Linked DNA regions of Mus musculus: regions 2 and 3 are each linked to region 1. A link is a contact called in public HiChIP or PLAC-seq data. All regions are on one chromosome and are shown on one strand. Each heading gives the region's core, a stretch centred on a gene start, on an enhancer-like site or on the middle of the called end of the contact. The rest is flanking DNA. Distances are from core to core; before and after follow the strand shown.

The links. HiChIP or PLAC-seq counts read pairs in DNA pulled down with a chosen protein or histone mark.
Region 2: a contact with region 1 is called in a CTCF HiChIP or PLAC-seq map of the NIH/3T3 cell line, with 13 read pairs. The contact joins two enhancer-like sites. A contact is called at or near these places in 1 of 15 datasets of contacts at CTCF or cohesin (the NIH/3T3 cell line), 5 of 484 Hi-C or Micro-C datasets (bone marrow-derived macrophages, cortical neurons, embryonic fibroblasts and 2 more), 7 of 115 datasets of contacts at active chromatin or transcription factors (embryonic fibroblasts, embryonic stem cells, epiblast stem cells and 3 more) and 1 of 9 other capture datasets (bone marrow-derived macrophages).
Region 3: an HNF4G HiChIP or PLAC-seq map of pancreatic cancer cells shows a contact between it and region 1. The contact joins two enhancer-like sites. A contact is called at or near these places in 1 of 39 promoter capture datasets (cranial neural crest), 1 of 15 datasets of contacts at CTCF or cohesin (the NIH/3T3 cell line), 4 of 484 Hi-C or Micro-C datasets (group 2 innate lymphoid cells, hematopoietic stem cells, liver and 1 more), 5 of 115 datasets of contacts at active chromatin or transcription factors (the 3134 cell line, embryonic stem cells, pancreatic cancer cells and 1 more) and 4 of 9 other capture datasets (adipose tissue, embryonic stem cells, liver and 1 more).

Annotation. Positions count from the first base shown.
Region 1 is chr3:121,600,567-121,603,707 of GRCm38.p6, forward strand. Gm33485 (a long non-coding RNA gene) reads right to left here. Exons shown (of 4, transcript XR_001783961.1): 2 at 343-440. Among named protein-coding and RNA genes, the nearest start is that of Gm33485, 4.5 kb to the right of the region's middle. Within about 2 kb of position 1,570, at least 128 of the 459 cell types and tissues checked have an H3K27ac peak or open chromatin away from gene starts, as enhancers often do. A contact at or near this core is called in the NIH/3T3 cell line, pancreatic cancer cells and trophoblast stem cells, where this site is marked.
Region 2 is chr3:121,702,069-121,705,209 of GRCm38.p6, forward strand. No RefSeq gene overlaps it. Among named protein-coding and RNA genes, the nearest start is that of F3, 20 kb to the right of the region's middle. Within about 2 kb of position 1,678, at least 25 of the 459 cell types and tissues checked have an H3K27ac peak or open chromatin away from gene starts, as enhancers often do. A contact at or near this core is called in the NIH/3T3 cell line and pancreatic cancer cells, where this site is marked.
Region 3 is chr3:121,684,894-121,688,034 of GRCm38.p6, forward strand. No RefSeq gene overlaps it. Among named protein-coding and RNA genes, the nearest start is that of 4930432M17Rik, 16 kb to the left of the region's middle. Within about 2 kb of position 1,693, at least 53 of the 459 cell types and tissues checked have an H3K27ac peak or open chromatin away from gene starts, as enhancers often do. A contact at or near this core is called in pancreatic cancer cells and trophoblast stem cells, where this site is marked.

The DNA of each region.
Region 1 (3,141 bases), core at 320-2,819:
CTGGATCAAAGTTATGCAAATTTGGAATTCTGACTCACTGTCTCTTACATTAAATATGCTACCAGGACACAACAGCTGATTTCCGGTTCCCCCTTTAGTCTTTCTTGTGTGTGCTTAGCTTGACTTATTTTTAGAGAACCCCCCAAATTTACTTCTTTTTTCTCCAGTCCCCTTCCAGGGACATGGGAAGCATCCCGCCTTGGATTCAGTGTATCACGCACTCTGTGCTGCTTGTGTGGGAAAAGCTGGAGGTGTGAAGCACTGTGCTCCCAGGAAAGAGGTACGAACTCCAGAGGCACCAGATAAACCCTTCACAGGGCAGGAAAAGAAAATCCATGTTACCTCAGTAAGCAAGCCACCGGGCCAGCAGAAGTGCTGAGAGCCAATGAAATCTTGAAGGAAGCACAGACAGCCGGTGAACATCACCCTCCGCCAATCACCTACAGACCAACAGCAATGGGGGCGGGGTTATGGAGAAAGATGTTATCTAATCGCATTAATTATTCTCTCCTACGTCTCCCCATCTACCCCAGCACACAAACTGCCAAACTGCGAGTATCTGCCATCTTGGAAGATGTGGAAGGGTCTAGGTGGGATGAGGGGTGGTTCAACATGGGCGGCCCTGCTCTCTGCAAAGTCCCTGGCATCTACGGTGCTATTTCTGTGGCTTTTGCTGTATTTTCTGTGCTTCTTCTTTTTAAAAAATCCTTCTAAAAGCCTCATACTCACGCCTCCCCTTGGAAAACAGCCTTCTGATTAGTGGGCTGCATCCCTCCCAGCACAGAGCCACGACATGCGGCTTCCTTGCTTCTAGGGTCTCTGTGTGTCCATTGTCGATGGGGCGCTCTCCAAAGTCTACATTTTCTTTATTTCAGCAGACCCCAGAGCAGACACTCTGGCTACTGAAGTAACAACTTACAATCTGTTGTGTTGTATAAAAATAAAGAAAGAAGGAATATGTTTGGTGGGTGTGCAGTCAGGTGTAGGGGAAGGGGTGCCTCTGTGGGTCCATGTTGAGGCATCCCTTTCCCGAGGGACCAGCCACATGACAAAGGTATAGTATAGAATAGTTTATTCAGGGCCTGGGGAGGGGAGTTGAGAGGGTAGTAGAGACAGAGAAGGGGGGTGGGGGAGAGAGACAGAGACAGAGACAGAGAGGTAGAGGCCGGTCATGAGAAAGAGGGGGTGGAGGGGAGTAAGGAGAGAGGGGGAGCAGGAGGGAAGGACAAAGTGAGAGCAAGAAGGCAAGACAGCAAGAGAGAGGAGGGGGCAAGCAGCCCCTGTTATAGTGAGTTAGGCACTCCTGGCTGTTGCCAGGTAACTGTGGAGGCAGCGCCTAGAAGAAATGCTAACACAAGCACCTATTTTTTTTTTTATTTTAATTAAAATATCCTTTTCCACTTTCCCAAATGTGAAGGTGAATGAGATTGTGGATTCCTGGGATCAAGTAGCAGGAAAGAAAGTGAGAAAGTGAGACTGCTCACTTGCAGCCATGGGCCTTCTGAGGCCACCTCACCCCTTAACCCTCCCAAGGCCTTGACTCATGGAGGACACACTAGGGGGCCTCTCAGCTCTGGGATGACACACCTGGCTGGCCTAGCCAATGTCCTTATAAGGCAATTGCTGGGCCCTGCACGGGCTGCTTCCCTGCCTCTTTTTTTTTTTTTTTTCCAGTGTGTGATGAAGCAATGTCCCTGGCCTGGGAAGGGCGGGGAACAGCAAGCCGCTGACTCCCTGTAAGCTGGCGCAGACAGCTCTGCTTCCTTTTCTGTTGGATTTGAAATGAAAAAAATCCAATTCTGGGAGAACACTGGGAACGAGGTCACTTGGTTCCATTTCTACACATTACGCCTCACTGAGCAGCTCCAACCGTTCCACACCCTACCCTGGCATTTTACTCAGGCAAGCCCTCTCTACCCGTGAGCTACACCCCAGCCCTGTGCTGACAGTTCAGTCTCACATCAGTGCTTACATGCAAAGGAAGAGGATGAGCTGTGTTGGCCCGGGGATCAAACATGAGTCTGTTTATCAACTAAAACGGGCTATTGGAGTCAAATTAGAATTTCCGATTAACAACGGATAATTTATTCTCACATGAGCATTGTTGTGGTTTGAATGTGGGCCAGCCTCTAAAATTTATGTTGAGAATTAATCTTCAAATGCAACAGTGCTAAGAACCCCACTTGGATGGGATTTGGGCCTTTGTAAAGGGTTTGAGGGTAAGGGTTTGCCTTCTCTGTTTTCCCCTCTGTGTGAAGACGCTGCAGCTTCTACTCTGGAAGATTCAGCAACAAGATGCTATCTGGAACCCTGCAACTGGTTCTTAGTAGATCTGAACCTACTAGTGCTTTACTCTTAGACTTCCCGACTTTCAGAACGGTGAAAAATGAAGTTCTGTTGTTAACAAGCCACACTGTCCGAGACTATGTTGTTGCAACAGAACAGCAGACCAAGACAAGTACTTCCCGGTTTTGGATGGCACGGATGCTATTAATCATTATTCCCCATAGATACTAGTTGAACTTCCTACTCAGGCTCCCCACCTTTCTTCCTATCCTCCCACTCCTCTTTGCTAAATTTGGCTTCTCTAGGCCACGCCCGTTTCCATCACTGTGATGTAAAGTTCTTCCAGAGAGGCAAGCTTCTGTCTCCACTGGGCCTTGTTTTTACCCATGCGCCTTTCTTCAAGGAGGCCCTCCCTGAGCCTACTTCTCAAGGCCAGCTCCTGCTTGCTTCATCTTCTTCCCAGCCTGACACTACCTTACATAGTCATGGTCTTGTCTGCCTCCTTGCTCGAATGCCCTCCTCAGAAAGTCAGGGACTTCTACCTTGTTGACAGCCATTTCCCCAACCACAGCTTAGAATAAAGCAGGAATTCCTTCATTTCTTTCTCTCTTTGGTGCATCATAGTGAAGCCCAGGCTGGTTTTAAGGTTGTGCCCTTCCTGCCTCAGGCCCTACCAAGTGATGGGATATAGGATTTCAAAGTGCTACCATACATGGCTTGTTCTGTATAATCAAACGAGATGTTTGAGTTTCTGTGTAACTTCACAAGGAGGTGTAGGAAAAGAAGGCTCTGAGAACATCGAGGGTAGACATCAGAGGGAAGAGAGAATCAGAAACAGAGACAGAGCACATCATG
Region 2 (3,141 bases), core at 428-2,927, 100 kb after region 1:
GGTGGAGGCATGGAGAACAGATCCTGTGAACCAGATATGGCTCAGGGCGGTCCTGTTGACAGAAGCATTTGAAGATGTGATATTTAATGTATGTGAAGCTTTGGCTCTGGCTAAGCAAAATAGTCGTGGCAGTCTGATTAAATGGGTGAGCATGCTAGATGTTACTTTAGTTAGCATGAAATCATTTCATGTTCCAAAACAAACAAACAAACAAACAAACATAGACCGCCTGTGAAGTGCTTTCAGTATTCAGTGAGCTTCAGGATTTTGTGAAGGACAAAACTCGAAGTGCTGATTTGGGGGAAAAAATGGGCTCCCCAAACTGTCTCAGCTTTGACCCAGCAGTTCTAGATGTATAGGAAGGAACCTTAATGTTTACTTTGAATATAAGGAAACTCAGAGAAGAAGATTACTCAAAGTTAATGAAGAGAGGTGTTCCCTCAGAGCCAAGAGTCCAAGTGTCTCCCAGTTTCTCACTGTCTCCCACCACACTGCTGGCATGGAGAACTGTGGGCCAGCTCAGCAGTGGCTTGAGGCTCTCCCAGACTCAACTGCACATCACTCGGGTCAGGTGCCTTCTTCAGACATGGTGTCTGCTTCTGAAGGAAGGGAGGTTTGATGGACAGTCCTTAGAAATCTCACATTTGGGGGCTTTAATTCTCAGCCTCCTTACAACAGTTACATTCTTGTAAATTCTACCCTGACACAGATGTTTTGAGCTTCCTGAGAGGAGAGGAGAGAGGAGGAGAAGGAGGAGAGAGAGGAGAATGGAGAGAGTGTGGAGAGGAAAGAGAGAGAGAGAGAGAGAGAGATATGAAATTGAAGACAAAACTAAAATAGTTTCATTAAAATATAGGATGTATTATTTTATTTGGCTGCTAACCCATAGTTAAATGAAGCTTTTCATAATATATTTACTCCAGAGTCATCTATTTAAAGATTCAAACTACATACACATGTTTAGAGACTCAAGAGTTTGAAAACGATCTTAAGATTGCCCTTCTGATGATCATGGGAGAGGTCTGGGTTCCTATGTCATCATGAACATGAAGCTACTTTAAGCCCTTGCTCTTTCATTAAAGACATATAAAGATGAGCTAAGATACTCACTTGATTTATTTTCTTCCTTAATAATCTCTAGATGAATTCAGATGTCAAACTATCTGAATATAAAGAGCAATGTTCAAAGACTGCCCGCATGATAGGGCTTAAGCGGTCTTCTTGAAGCCTTGCTGAGTCATGCCCCTAGCTGTTCACCCCTCCCCTGAGACATCAGGCAACTGTGAGAAATCTCATATGAACCCAAGTACACAAGGCTTGCACCAGTCCATAACCACCTCAGCCGTCTCGCCACTGGGGGTAAAAATGTCTCCCTCTGATCACTGACACAAAGGGCAGGGTTTAGATATTGGCAAGGGCATGGTTTGGATACTAGCTCACATGATTCCAGCAAGAACAGTCTATTTCTCGAGAGGTTTCCAAAATTAATAATACAGACATCTGGAAGTCACTAGTCCTCAAAAATTACAAACCCTTGATGATGCTTATCAGGGATGCTATCATGGGATGTTCTGAAAGGTCTTGAAGAGTTTTCTCCTGACATCAATCACCACATGCAGAAAGGCTGAGCGATAAGGAAGCGGTATCAAGCAATAGTCTGAAGGGACTTGGGCCAGTGTGCTGAGTCACTCACTGGCTTTCCACAAACCTTTTTAAAGGTTTGGATGAATGGAATATATAGAAACTGTACATATGATGTGCAAATAAATTGGTTAAGTGTTGTTGTTGTTGTTGTTTTAACAAAAAACACAGTTGTGTATCCAGCACCCCAGAAGAACCGCAGGTGGGAATCTCCATCCACATTCTTTTTTCTTTCTCTTGACTTAGAGATCATACGGCGTCTATCTATCCTTCTCTGCCTGGCTGCTTTTACTCAGACATATGTTTATGTGAGTCACCTGCTGTCCTGTTAGCAGGATCCTGTTCATTCTAATCTCCATTATGCATTCCACTGTGGGGAGTCTGCCTCTAGAGTAGTCTATTACTGATGCACATCTATTACTTGGCTTCACACTGTGAAGCAAAATTTATTGTCTGATTTGGAAGCTGAAAAAAAAAGTTTCATGTGGGATTTGTATGCTGAGAGGGAAGAAGAGAATGAAGGAGAAACTTCTTTGGTCTGCTTTGCTCCCCGCCCCCAACCAAAGAAAGATGCTCGTGAGAGCAGAGCTGCAACAGGCAGGAGAGGTCTCCAGTCTTTATTTTTTTTTTTTTTTTAAAGATTTATTTACTTATTTATTATATGTAAGTACACTGTAGCTGTCTTCAGATGCACCAGAAGAGGGCATTAGATCTCATTACAGATGGTTGTGAGCCACCATGTGGTTGCTGGGATTTGAACTTCGGACCTTCGGAAGAGCAGTCGGGTGCTCTTACCCACTGAGCCATCTCTCCAGCCCCAGGTCTCCAGTCTTAAGGAGTTAGGAAGAACCCCTGTCTATGGAATTCTCCAGAAGGACTACCTACAGGATACTGAATATGTGTAAACAACAGGAAAGCCCTGTGGTCTCTTAGAATCCTCTGTATTTACTTCAAAGTGGCTAAGACCCCCATTCAGCCCCAGGCAACTATGGGTTCAGTCTAGCTTCTCACCACACTTGGATGCCCGGCTACTACTTATCTCCAAAATTCTTAAGAATTAGAATTAAAATTCTTAAGATAAGATCCCAGGAATTTTAGGTCCCTGTCTTAGACATAATTTAGGCCAAACAGATTTATGTCCCAGTCTTAGACATAATTTAAGCCAAACCTTTCTGTTTTGATTAGCTCGTTTTTTATTCCCCTTTCCAAGAACACAATAATTATTCTGCTTAAAATGCCCTTGAGATTTTAAGATAATAAGTTTCCAATAGTTTGAGGCAAAGCTAGCTTAGCCCTGGTCATGGTTATCAGGATATAATGATTTATAATATATTTAAGCCAAGTCCGACAGTGTTGGTCTGTAATCCCAGATGTGGAGAGGCTGACATGGTAGATTGAAAATTCAAGGGCTGCTTAGGCGACACAGGAAGTCCAAAGCCAGCCCAAGTGACTTAGTGAGACTTTCTCAGGGCAAAAAGCAAAAGGAGGCTGAGAATACAG
Region 3 (3,141 bases), core at 443-2,942, 84 kb after region 1:
GAGCTGCCAGTGTCCCTCATGCTGCCTGACACACGGGGCTTCCTGAGCCTGCAAGGAAAGGCAGTCCTGGGGCTACAGGTTTTACTACTTGGTTTTTCAGACCTGCTAGAGGTCCTGTGCAATGGACTGGAAGCTTCTAGAAGGCAGGGTCCTCATGTGGGTCCTTTTCACTCCTCTGTAGTCAGTAACCAGCTTAAAAAGAACAGGCTCATGGGTTGATTGTCACAGAAACATTGACAGCTAATTCTGAGTGAATGTTTAACTTTCACGGCATCCGGGACCAAGAACAAAGTAGCTGAAGGTTATACTGACCGAGAAGATTCAAACCAGTGACCTGGTTGGTAACTGCTTGTTGAGCCCTCTGCCCTGGGCTCACAATCAACAACATGGCTAAAGGAATACGAAGGTTGGAGGCCCCAGAGGGGAGGAGGAAAGCAAGGAGGGGACAGCAAGAAGGAGGACAGGGACAGAGGGAGGCATCACGGGATTAGAGCGTGGGTCAGGAGGGGTTGGAATAAGGGAGAGACAGAGCCAAGAGGAACTTCAGATGGATGGTTGCTATCTTATGGTAGATAGCTCTGGTGGGCTGGAGCTGGGTCACTTCCCTGGGCTCAGCTCCTTATTAGCTGCCCCCTCACTTGGAATCACTTCAGGTGACACTGGAGCTCCTTCATGACCTGATTCCTCTGGCACAACAAGCTGAAACAGTCCAGCGTGTAAAGAGGACACCCAAGAGGCTGCCATGGGCCAGGCCCAGCCATCCCCTCTACACATCCACTGATCAGAACTGCCACAAAATTGCAGGACATAGCCCAGATGGTAGAGTGCTCGCCTAGCTTGTGTTTGCCTGTGTTCCATCCTCTGTACCATATGAACTGGGCATAGTGGTGCAGACCTGTAATCCTAGCATTGGGGAAGTAGAGGCAGGTGGATCTGAAGTTCATGTAAGAATTCCAGGTCAGCCTTAGGCTGAATGAAACCTTGGGGGGTTGTAGGGAAGGGGGGGGGCGAGACAAAGTTGTCTGTGAGACAGAGAAGTACCTTCCATCTTCATGGCCAGAAAGATGGAAAAGGGTGGGTAATGTGAGTTGTCATAGCAAGCCATCTTTATTATACATTCTTCTTACATGCTGTCCTTTCTCCATTCATGGTCCTTCTGTTTAGGTGTCCCCTGAATCTGTAGGAACCATTTACTTTCTCACACCTTTTCTGGGGTCCCTCTCAGGTGATCCCTTGATGTCTCTGAGCTTGCACTAAAGGCACCACCCAATACTGGTGACCTCATACACACACAACTGCCATAGTCTTACCAGCTCCCTGAGACTTGACCTTAAAGTTCAACAAAAGGAACTATGTGCTTTGTCTCTCGATCCTCAAAGTCTATACTTAGTTGGTGGTAGATAATGTGTATTGAATGAAGGATTGGCTAGCTTCTAAAGGGCCAGGATCCTTGGTGTGGCCCAGAACAGTCATTTAACTAAAAAAGGAAAACTACACAGAAAGTCCCCCAGTAACTTTGTTTTGCTGGAGCCCTCCCCTGGGTCAGGTCTCTCATTAGTATCCCTAAGAAGAGCCAAAGTGGCTGGTATTAGAAATCTGGGGAAAGTGCCAATGACTGATTAGAATCCAGCCCACTAGTTGTCTTAAAGAGCCTGATTAGGCTTTCAAGAGAATGTCGGAGTTTGGTCACCGCATCCTGGCAGATGAGGACAAGGGGAATAGATGCCCATTGTAGGAACCGGGCTGTGTCTGCAGCAGGCTCGGAGGGATGGTGGGCCTGCTAGAGTAGCTCCTATTGGCTTATCACCTGAGTATGTCATTATATAGCAACACTCCAGCACAGCATCTATGATCCCCACTTTTCTCTGAGCTACTTTGAGTCAGGATTGAAGGCAGTAAAACCTCATTAACACAGGAGGGGAGAGGTGAGTCACTTCCATGCCTGGCTCCCAGCCAGACTCATTACCAAGCTTAAGAGTGAGAAAGTGTCAGCCTCCTTTTATGTGGGGTGATTGGCTACAGTCTCATCGTTAACAACTTTGGAAGAAGAAAATTATATGGCTCACACATACAAGAACAAATAAAACAAGGTTACCTCATGAAGGATGAGTAACTCTAGCAGTGTACCCAGGTCCTCGGATTCAGGGGGGCAGAGCAGTCACCCACACTTCCTGCTGTCTAGAAGACTGAGAGAGGTCTAGAGAAGTTAGGTATCCACAGCTTTGGGGTCTTCCAAGGCCTCCCTCTTCCTCTCATCCTTGGGTTTGATTCATTAGGGCCAAAGGGATGAACATACACAGATTTTATAACTTTAAATGGAGAATCACACCTTTTGAATCATGCCCTCACTTATGCTTGGATGCCTCTTTTCCTCATTGATTTGTTTCATCTTCAAGTCTTTTGGGAGCCTTTGAAGGGTTCCTGAGGGCACAAGGACAGGCTGCTTAGAGGTATAGTGGCCAGAGGACAGCATTTCCTAATGGCTTCTGGGGAATGGGGGCTATCCTCACCAGAGAGGATGGCAGCTGAGATCTCTTCCAGTGGAGCAGTAGGTATTAACGTCATTAATGCTAGAAGTATGCACAGCTCTGATGGTCATGGGGATGACAGCTAACATGCATTAAAATTTAGAATGCCCTAGGCCCTATTTTAGAAGGCCAACACATAGGGTCTCCTTTAACCTCACAATCGCTGTATTTTCAGTGGGGAAGAAGCTGAAAAATCATTTCCAGGATAGAATAAGAGAGAAACCTCCTGAGAAGTCTCACAAAGCTATGACACTGAGTTCATTCAACCATAGTGGCTCTGCCCTTGGGATCCAGAAAGGATTGTCCATCAACTTTTATTCTGGTTTTCTGCACTTACCCCGCCATGCCACTAATCTTTATACAAAGCTGTCACCATCTCTCACCTCAGCCACAAGTGTCCACAAATACCACTGTTTCCCAATCAAACTGCTGTTAAACTACTCCAAAGGGCAAAACAGAGAGGCAGGAATCACAGTGGGATCCAAGTGCCACCGGGCTCCCTAGAGTTACACAACATGGCAACCCTTTTGTTGCACCTTTGTTCACAGAGCAGAAATTTACCTTGCTCAGCAACAGCAGAGGCCTGCTTCAGACCTGGCAGTTAACCCACAGC